Linked DNA regions of Lactuca sativa: region 2 is linked to region 1. The links are chromatin contacts, called in public Hi-C maps. All regions are on one chromosome and are shown on one strand. The core of a region is the stretch at or near the end of the contact, and the rest is flanking DNA. Distances in the headings are between cores, read along the strand shown. Region 1 holds the start of LOC111905585 (SHUGOSHIN 1). Region 2 holds the start of LOC111905584.

The links. Hi-C and Micro-C count contacts between places; a contact is called where the count stands out from the background.
Region 2: a Hi-C map of leaf shows a contact between it and region 1, with 7 times the contacts expected there. The contact joins the promoter of LOC111905584 here to the promoter of LOC111905585 in region 1. A contact is called at or near these places in 2 of 4 Hi-C or Micro-C datasets (both in leaf).

What each region holds. Positions count from the first base shown.
Region 1 is chr9:103,574,931-103,580,388 of Lsat_Salinas_v11, forward strand. LOC111905585 (SHUGOSHIN 1) reads left to right here and starts at 3,739. Exons shown (of 10, transcript XM_023901284.3): 1 at 3,739-3,955; 2 at 4,587-4,756; 3 at 4,875-4,912; 4 at 5,095-5,200; 5 at 5,285-5,308; 6 at 5,407-5,458. The coding sequence starts at 3,931.
Region 2 is chr9:104,036,710-104,041,468 of Lsat_Salinas_v11, forward strand. It overlaps LOC111905584, which reads left to right and starts at 2,622. Exons shown (of 2, transcript XM_023901280.3): 1 at 2,622-2,780; 2 at 2,904-4,065. The coding sequence starts at 2,730. The coding sequence ends at 3,686.

The sequences.
Region 1 (5,458 bases), core at 2,489-4,988:
CTCATCATTTATTTCATCTTTCATCACTATATCATCTTTCATCTACCCGTCTTTACCCAACATAATTATATGTATAAAATAGATATACAGTTTAAATCAAGTATAACAAGTATAAATCGTTCATCCAACATAGATATCAGGAACACAGATAATATGCACATATAACATTTAATTTATATTAAATACTTCATACCTATGTGTAAGATGAAAGTAACTATGCACTCACTTGTTAAAGTGACGACTCAAAATTCGGGCAGCGCTTTGCTTCTAATAACTATCTTTTCCTTTGACGTAACCTAGTGTCATTATCACTAAGTCTTAGTATAATATTTATTGCGACTAATTATTAGTGTATATTCATCATTAACTCAAAGTCTACTTCGAGATCTATTAAGTACGGAACAACAAGGTAGGATTATATCGGACATAGGGTTCCATTTGGTATACAAAATATACTGTTTGGAAATCCCACTTTAAACACCTCACTAAATCCAGCCTAGACAACATCCCCGTAAGTAGATCAATCAGCATAACGACCTTGAACCACTAATAAATCTTGTTTATAGGTTCATAATAATGATAATGAACTTAAACATACGTTATACTTAAAGTACGGTAAGCATAACTCAACTTACAAATGGTTTAGCGAGAACCTGGACTCTGCGCGGGCATAACTTCTAAGCTGAAAGCTCTACTTCTTGGGGCTTTCTGGCACTCCGGGGCTTCGCTACTAATACCTAGGAAGTTCTAGAGGAAAGTATGGGGGCTTTGAGGGGGGGGGGGGGGGGGTTGGGCAAGAGTTGGATAGAAAGGTGTGAGGATTTGAGTGACAATAGACTTCTATTTATAGGTTAGAAGAGCCCCGTATGCGGGGCGCACTCAATCTCTACGCGGGGCGTACGCAAGCTACATGTCGCGATCAGGTGGCAAGCTGCGGGGAAGAAGGTGTGGTCTTAGATCATATCACGTGTTGATTTCTGGTTAATCCAAAAATTAATTATCCTATAAAATCCATAAATTTTGCATACGAGCTCCGTTTTTGACTTTCTTTATATCCACGCGTAGCTATCGACGTGATATACAACTTTCTTTTAGACTCCACCAGCTAATTTGACTTTATTTTTAAAGTTATATTTTAACAGACTTAGACAGTTAAAGTCTATAAAAAATTCATAACTTTGTCATCCGACGTCCGTTTTTGACTGTCTTTATATTGTTGAGCTCCTATTAATGAGATATTCAATTCACATTCAGATTGTTTCAGCTAAAAATCGACCGATCTAAAATTCGGTTTTCGGGCTGTATACTGCTACACTGAATCTTAGAAAAATCATAACTCCGTCTAACGAAGTCAGATTTGGACGTTCTCTACATGGACACTCTCGGTTTAACCTCTACTACGACTTTTGTTTAGATCGCTAAGGCCAAAATGTATTTCGTCAAGAATTTACTTTTTACAATACGCGGAGTCGTGCCGGTTTAATCGCAAAACTTCGATGGGTCTTAACTTCTTCGTTATAAGTCGGATTTCAACGTTCCTTATATCTCCAGAATCTTTGTTATGACTATTTCAAATTTCTTCAAATATATTGGGTTTAATTATTATTTTATTTTAGACGCGTATTTTATTCATATTTTAGTATATCGTTATAAGCACATATATTGCACATAAATCACATAATACCCAAATAATTCTTTTTAATTACATAAAATATGTTAAAATTGTTGACCCTAACTATTACATCATAATAATAATGCTTAGCAAAAAACGCGGATGTTACAGCGTCACAACCCCGACGTTTCCGCCATTGACAGGTGTAACAAGAAGTGATTTGGAATGCTTAATCCGAAGTGGGTATTTTTGATGGTTTTTTTTTACTAAGTGGGATATTTTTGGGATTACTTTTGATAGCTCGGGTTGATTATTACCTTTGGAACTTTTTCTATATTGTTACAGCCCATCATTGCTTAATGACCACGGAAGATTGGAGTTTTTGGATTTCGTCATCATTGCTTCTTATTATGATGTCATGGATGGACTTCTTATTTGCTAGATGCTTTTCGAGATTTTAGATCAATTCCGAACTTTGAGGGGAAGAATGTTGGATGAAAAGTTTTTCATGGAGGATGTCAAAGAGAAGACTTAGAAGACCCATATTAACATGTGGGTTTTATGTGTTTGAGAGAGAGAGAGAGAGAGAGAGAGAGAGAGAGAGAGAGACTTGTACTTACACCTCTATATATAGTGAATGTCATATCATTTGTAGAATGTGTTTGAGAGATGTAGTCATAAAGAATAGTGATTGGAGTTATTTATGTGGACTAGATCTAGATCCCTTTTTGTAACTCATCAACATGATCAAATATATCTCTTAACCACTCATACCATTGTGTCAAATATGTTCTTATCATTTCTGCATGTCAAATCCGGGTTTTCATGTCGCAACACATATCTAACCATTTCAGTGAAATAATAGTTCTAAACATCTATAAAAAGTATTATAACAAGAATATCTTAATGGATTAAGAGGTTATTCACAAAATCAACATATTAACCCACTTATTCACTTAAAGCTCATTAGAAAAGGTTTATGGGTTTGGTTTTCAAAGCAAACCCATTAAGTGCTTTATACTAAATAAATTGGCTGAAAAACACAATAACATTCAACCACTATGAAGTAGTGGTCACATGGTGGTGCAATGGTGATCATAGGAAGCACAAGACACTTACACCAAAGCTTAAATCCATAAAAGAAGAAGAATACATTTATAGAACACTTAGCCAAGGATCTTGAAGCAATCTTGACTTCACCACCAACCAATAGTACCATGGGGATGATGTGGTGATTTTATGATAACCACTACTGCCGACGGTGGTGGTGGTGGTGTGAAGTGGTTGAAGTAGAAAAAGAAGACATAACCGACAAAGGAAGAAGATGTACCCACTTATGGAGCTTCTAAGCAACAACACAACAACAAACCACCCTTCCCTTTCATTCTCCTTCTCTATCTTTCTCCCACGATGGTATGGTGGCGGCGGAACTCTGGCAACAAGAGGTAGCAGTTGATGTTGGATTTAAGAAACTCCGACGGTAGTAACTTCGGCTGGTGGAAGTGTGCATTTGCTTGAAAGACTACTTGAATGATATGGAACAGATAAATTATTAGAGTTGAACAAGAAATATACAAACAATGAATGATTAATAAACAACTACCATGAATAATCAAATCAACAATGCTGCTGACAACATAAATGTTATGTTTCATGTTTTTATGCTTGAATATGTACATACTTGTTTCATATGAAAATGCTTATAGATTAACGGTATTTGGTGTTGCCCTCCCTCCTAAAGGTTGATGGTTCAAGTCCTGTCGTGAACATATGTGGATTAAGAAGTAGTTTATGAGTATATTAGATTTTCTATTTAAAAAAAAACATATTTAGTTCACGTTATTTGTATTTCAAAAAATCAAAAAATTTATAAAAATGGTTCAGTCTTTTTGTTTTCTTTTTAAAAACGATGTTGCCCAATCCAATCCCATCCGAGTTGTATAGGTTCGGATACTTTTTTTTTTTTTTTTGGGTTTGAACCGGTTTGAATCCAATCCATTTTCTCCTTAAAACGGTTTTGACCATATTAACTTAAACCGAATCGGTTTTCGAAACAAAAAAAAATACCGGCTGTTAGCCCATTAGGCCCAATGATCGTCCATTCAAATTTAGGCTCGCAGATTCAAAATTAGGCTCGGGTTCTGCTTCGATTTCTAGCACCTGCTCTCTTCTACTGTTCTACAGTACATCTAGTTGATTGTATGTGTGTGTGTGTGCGAGAGAAATAGAGAGACCGTGTGAAGTGTAAGTGTGTGTGAGGGAGGGACTTGAAGCCTGAAGGTTGATGTTACGGATTAGGGTTTTCAGTGTTCAAGATCATGGAAGGTGGCTTCGTGCTTGAGGGTATGTGCTAGCTCATTTGGCTCTATTTCTTCATCAATCTGACTATTTTCATTTGTAAAGAAAAAGATTTTATGCCCTTGCAAAATCGAACATTTGATTTTTACGAAATGCGATCTCAAACCCCATGTTTCCATTTGAGATTCCAGGGTTTTCTTCGTGAAATTCAACGGCCAATACTGATTTCCAGTGCGAACTAGGGTTTCATTTTTTTGAATTATTAGTCCTTCCTTTTAAACTCGCCAATATTCCTCAATTTTCAAAAATTTCAAGATATTATCACAAGTTTACAGATATAAAATTACGAAAAATTTTCTTGCGTTTTCCCATTATTTAGTGACGCATTTAAGATAACGCCAGCTCTAATAGCTACATCGAATTCCGGGTTTTTGTTTACAATTTAGACTTCGATTGTTTGTCTGAACTAGTTAAATAAATTTCCATAAGTAGTGAAAAGATCAATATTGCTCGTATTAGATGACAAAAGCTAAGATATTACATAGAGTCTCCCCCAAAAGATGCACATGTTTGGAGTTAGTGCTATTCTGAAGTTCTAGTTTTTTGTGTACCCTTCTACTTAGATTCTTTTCTTAATATTCTGCTCATTTTATTGTAAACCTTCATGATAAACTAGATAAGCCTAAAGTAGAGAAAATGGCCAAGGATTCTACTGGAGCTTCAGGGAGGAAAATGCTTGCTGACATAAGCAACATTCAACAGAAACATAGCACTTTGACCCAAGATAAAAAGTCTCTTCCAAATTCAGCTATTGTGAAAGAAAAATTTATAGAACAGCTCCAAAAGGTACTCACCTTTGCTATTCTGGCACTTCTCAAACATAAAAAGATGAATGTCACCTTGGTTTTATGGTTTCTCTCATGTTTAAATGTTGCTTACATGATTCTATGTTAATATAATCCAGGAAAATGCAGCACTTAAGAAACACTTAGCAGAAAAAAGGTATCCTTCATTCCTTCTTACATTAGTGACTTTATAAAAGGGTAAAATCCACTCTTATCCATGGTTATATAACATGAAGCCTCATTTATGGTTGTAGAGTTCATTCAGTTATGAAAATTACTAAACTAACCTTTACAGACTCTAACATGGATACATAACTTTCCTTAATATTGTTGCAGTAGAATTATTGATCTCAGTGGAACTGAATTACACAAACTGAGGGTTACTTTACAAAAGATGCAACAACAGAATTTACAGCTTGCTCAGTCAAATAGTCAACTGCTAGCGGTTTGTTTGACTTTTTCATTGTCGTTAACCTTTTCAATTTTCCATTATTTTCAATTAAGTAACATATTTCATTAACTTTTGCAGGAAGTAAATTCTGGGAAAGATAGGGTAAGTAAATCTCATTCTTCATACAGTTATATGGTAAATAGGTTCTTTATGATTAATTGATTATATTGAAATTTGAAAACCCTTTTTTGTTTTTTTAGCTAAAAGACATGCAACATCAACTTGGATGCAAAAATGGTGTTCTTATAGCAA
Region 2 (4,759 bases), core at 1,372-3,871, 460 kb after region 1:
TAAAAATGCAAAGTACTTAATTTTACATACCAGGAACCAGGTGCTACACGACAACCAGCCGCCTCTGACCACCAGCATGCTTTATATAATGTCATCTCTCAGTCTCACTCTTCAAGAAACCTCAAAATCAAACCACAATTAAAAAACCAAACCTTAAAAATCAAACCACATCAAATCGAAAAATCTAAACTTGAAATCTTTAAACTCACTTGTCGAAATCGAGCGTTGGTGATGTATAAATGTGTCAGATCTATGAGTGACGTTGAGAGAGAGCGAGTTAAAGGAACCATATGTCTTCGGATAAGACGCCTGATATCGACCTCCACACCCTATCACTCCCACCTTCAATCCAACCCACTGTTTTGGATTTTAGTTGAGTTTTTCGAATATTGAGTAGTCGAAGTCGATGATGGCTTTCGAACCCATAAATTTCCAAGAGAGGGATATATATATATATATATATATATATATATATATATATATATATATATATATATATATATATATATATATATAAAGAGGGGGAGAGAGAGAGAGAGAGGTGATGGTTGCCTAAGGTATTTATTATCGGAATTTGGGAGGTGACGATGGTGTGTGATGTTCTTCAAGTATAAAGAGAATAAGAGATACAAACTTTAGTGGATGAGGTGAAGGTAGAGGATAATCGTAGTTGATTATAGACCTTCACGAGTTACTTGTCATCACCCGAAATACAAATCTTTACCAAGTGCTATGTCTGCTTAATGCCTTCCATTGAATCGATTAGTGCAATTTCTTTTTTGGAGGCAGGGCAAGTGGGACCCAATTTCTTTTTAAATTTAAAATAATAATAAGTATTATTAGCTTAATTGAAAAATAACTACACAAGGGCGTTATGGTCATTTTAAGTCTAGAACGGACTAAAACCGCAACAAATTCCTCTTTCAAGGGTGAAACGTAAAGATATAAAACAAACGTTTTTTTTTAAATAGGGACCAAACATGCGTTTTGGCACTTGCACTAAAGACGATTTGTGTAATTTACTCTCTCTCTTTCTATATATATATATATATATATATATATATATATATATATATATATATATATATATATATATATATATATATATATATATATATATAGAAAGAGAGAGAGAGAGAGAGAGAGAGAGAGAGAGAGAGAAAGATAAAGTTCAATAGAGAACCATTATTAATCAAGGAACTAGGTAACCAATCCAAAGCATCGAAATTTAAAGGGATCAACCGCAAAATGAATGGTTGTAGACTTTTACAATGGACGCACATGCACCGGATTATAACAAAACTCACTTCCTTTTTTTAGTTTATTTTTTGGTAGGCCATGTTTTTTATCAAAAAAGAAAAAACGAATACACCGTTGTTTATGATTTCTCGTCTATTTCCATAATGATCCATATTAATGTATAAAAAAATAAACTTTTTTTTTCAAAAAAAACTCATTTCATTTTCTTTGTTTTTTGAAAAGTTAATGTCTATTTTTTATTGAAAAAAATTTATAAATACATTAAAATTCATATTTTTTTGGTACTATTTAAATATAGATTCATATTGATATTTAAAAAAAATTGAAATTTCAGTTTAGTTTCACATTGTAAATATGCTCAGATTCACAGTATGAATAATAGTAAGTCAGATTCACATTGTGAATTTTAAAAACTGTGGATTCTAAAAACTAAATTATATACAATTCAAATTCACAATGTGAATAAATTCATTTGTTGATTTTACAAAACTAATTTACGATTAATCAAAACATTAACATATTATAAAACTACATGAAAATATATTTCGATATATATTTAAATTTCACTTAATTTGTGAATGATCAAAGAGTTTAAATAGTAAGTCAGATTCACATTGTGAATGTAAAAGTTAAAATATTTACAGTTTAGATTCACAATGTGAATTAAAACTGACTGAGTTTTTTTTTTTTTATCGATGTTGATGTTTATTAATAGAGGACAAAAATTGAGATTTTGTATAATTAATTTTTTTGTATAAAAATAAACTTTAATATTGAAAAAATAGAACAAAATGAAGTGAGTTTTTTTCAAAAAAAAAATATTTTTTTTATATATATCAGCATAGATCTATATGGGAAGAAGAAGAAAATCGTAAACAACATTATATTTGTTTTTTTTTTTTCGATAAAAAGCGTGGGTTAAAAAAATTAAACAAAAAAGAGGTGAGTTTTTTGTAAATAGTGAGTTTTATGGTATAATACATTATATTTGCGTCTAATGTGCAAAGTATATGATTTCTGACATTCACGATTGGTTCTTTAGTTTTCTTGTTAATAATGGGTGTCTATTGAACTCTACCTCTATATATATATATATATATATATATATATATATATATATATATATATATATATATATATATATATATATATATATATATATATATATATATATATATATATATATATATATATATATATATATTCTTTTGGGATCTTATAAAAGATTTTTCAACGGGATTAAAAAAGCACTATGCTTGAACTTTCTATTCTACTTGCTTTTGGCCTTTGTTTTTCCTTGGTACCTCACAACCTCTTGTCGCCATTGTGAAGAAAACCCCAAAATAAAAAGGCCCAAAAGCAAAAGCAAAAGTTGCAAAAGGAAACCAACAACTTCTACTTAAAACCCTTCCCTCAACTTGCAAAACGCAAAACACACACACGCACTCTCGCTTTGTGCTCTTATCAAGATGGAGGATGAATGTAGTCCTTTTAATTGGGATTGTTACTACCAAGAAGAGGTAAAGACCACTTCGTGAATAGTTTCTTGATTCTGATTAACATAGTTAACCAAAATCTCGATATTTCTATTGTTCTTTTGTGTTTGGTGTTAATTCCTTTTAGTTGTTTTAATTGTTGAGTAGGCGCAAGGAATCCAAGAGTTGAAACACACTTTGTTGTACACGTTGGAATTGGAAACAACAATTGCATGTGCTCATGAAGAGATTGCAAGAAAAGGAGATGAAGTTTTGCATTTCAAATGTCTTTTGTCAAAGACTATCAAAGAAAGAGACGAAGCCGAATTGAAGTGTCAAGGCTTAGTGTTGGAGAACCTAATACTCCAACAAAAGATTCAAGAATTTGAAGCTAATGCTACGACTTCTTTGGTTAAAACCACTCCTACAAGTTACCAAGAAGACGATCATAATTTAGGTGTGGATTCATCTTCGGGTTCTGATGAGAACTTTGTTGGAACTCAAGGAATGGAAAGGATTTCATTGCCACCGCAACAAACACCACCAGAAATCATGGATAATGTAGTATTGAAAAAAGGGTTGCCGGAGAATGGCAAGTTTTTGCAGGCAGTAGTGGAAGCGGGCCCGTTACTCCAAACCCTGCTTCTTGCCGGCCCACTTCCACAGTGGCAACACCCACCACCGCAACTCAACTCAATAGAGATCCCACCCGTGACTATCCCATCAACTTCCACCACCACACCTCGGATGCTCCTCCACCAAGACTCGTGTGTTAGCACAATCATTGGTGGCGGCAACAACAACAATGGTGGTGGATGTATGATCATGACTAGGAAAAGGGGTTTTGAGCAAAGTTGTGAAGCACATGACTATGATTATGATTCTACTCCCACAACCAACACCAAGAACCAAAAGGTTGTTCACCAATCACAACCATTGACCAACATTTAGTGACTAGTATTTTGATTTTCCCTCCAACCATAATCTAGCTACAAATTAATATGTCAATTTCCATCCTTTTCTTTAGGTTTGGAAAAAGTTTATTAGGATGAAAGGGATGGCCAGGATGGACCCTTTGCTTTTTACCCTTTAGAATTGGTGTACATTAATTACTTTTTTCTTAGAACTTAAGTATCCTAACCATAATTAGCAAAAAAAAAAAAAAAAAAGAGAGGGCACAATCAAACCCTTTGAGCCTCTATGTTTGATTGAGGGCTTTCCTTTTCCACTATTCCATGTTCTTTCGGTTAGGCTGAAATTGATATTTTTGGTAATGTAATATGAACTCAGAATTTAAGTCATCTCAAACGACAGGAGACTGACTTATTTATATTCTACTTGTTTGTTTGTTTTTTTGTTTTTCTTTTTTTATCATTTTTGGTGTTGTTTACTCTCTTTTCACATAAGAAATGTGATTTTTGGCGAGGTTTTTTGTCCTCCAGAAGGATGGGGAACTGTTTCTATGAATGAATATACGTTTGATTTACGTTAATTTTGTGATTGTGGTTACTAACTGGTTACTTTCAAGACTTGTTGAAGACAATATAAACATTCGAATCTTATATTTAGACGTTATTAAATAGCAAATCATAAAAGTTTCATGGTTTTGTGTATCATCGATAAAAGAAAAAAAATATTTATGTGAGCTTAATCATTTTTGTCGTGGAAAATTCTACTTTCACTTTTCATATTATAATGTGAAAGGTGTGGATTGGGTAGTAGAGTTTTTGGTGGATGTGGGGCTCTTCACCTGAGATAATTACATGTAGCAGTTGCATATCATTGCTCCTGCTTTTTCCAATATTAGTTTAATTTTCAAATAATAATTTGTTTTTATGTAGTTTTAACAAAAATAACTATATACTTATCAGAATATACCAAAAAACAATAAAATATTTAAACACAAATAACCCGTCTACTACACTATCTCTCATATAACTCATTTTTCATATTTATAAATTAAAGATAAAGTTTCTATCTGTCGAACTACAGTTATAAATGGATATTAGTAAAGTTGATAATAT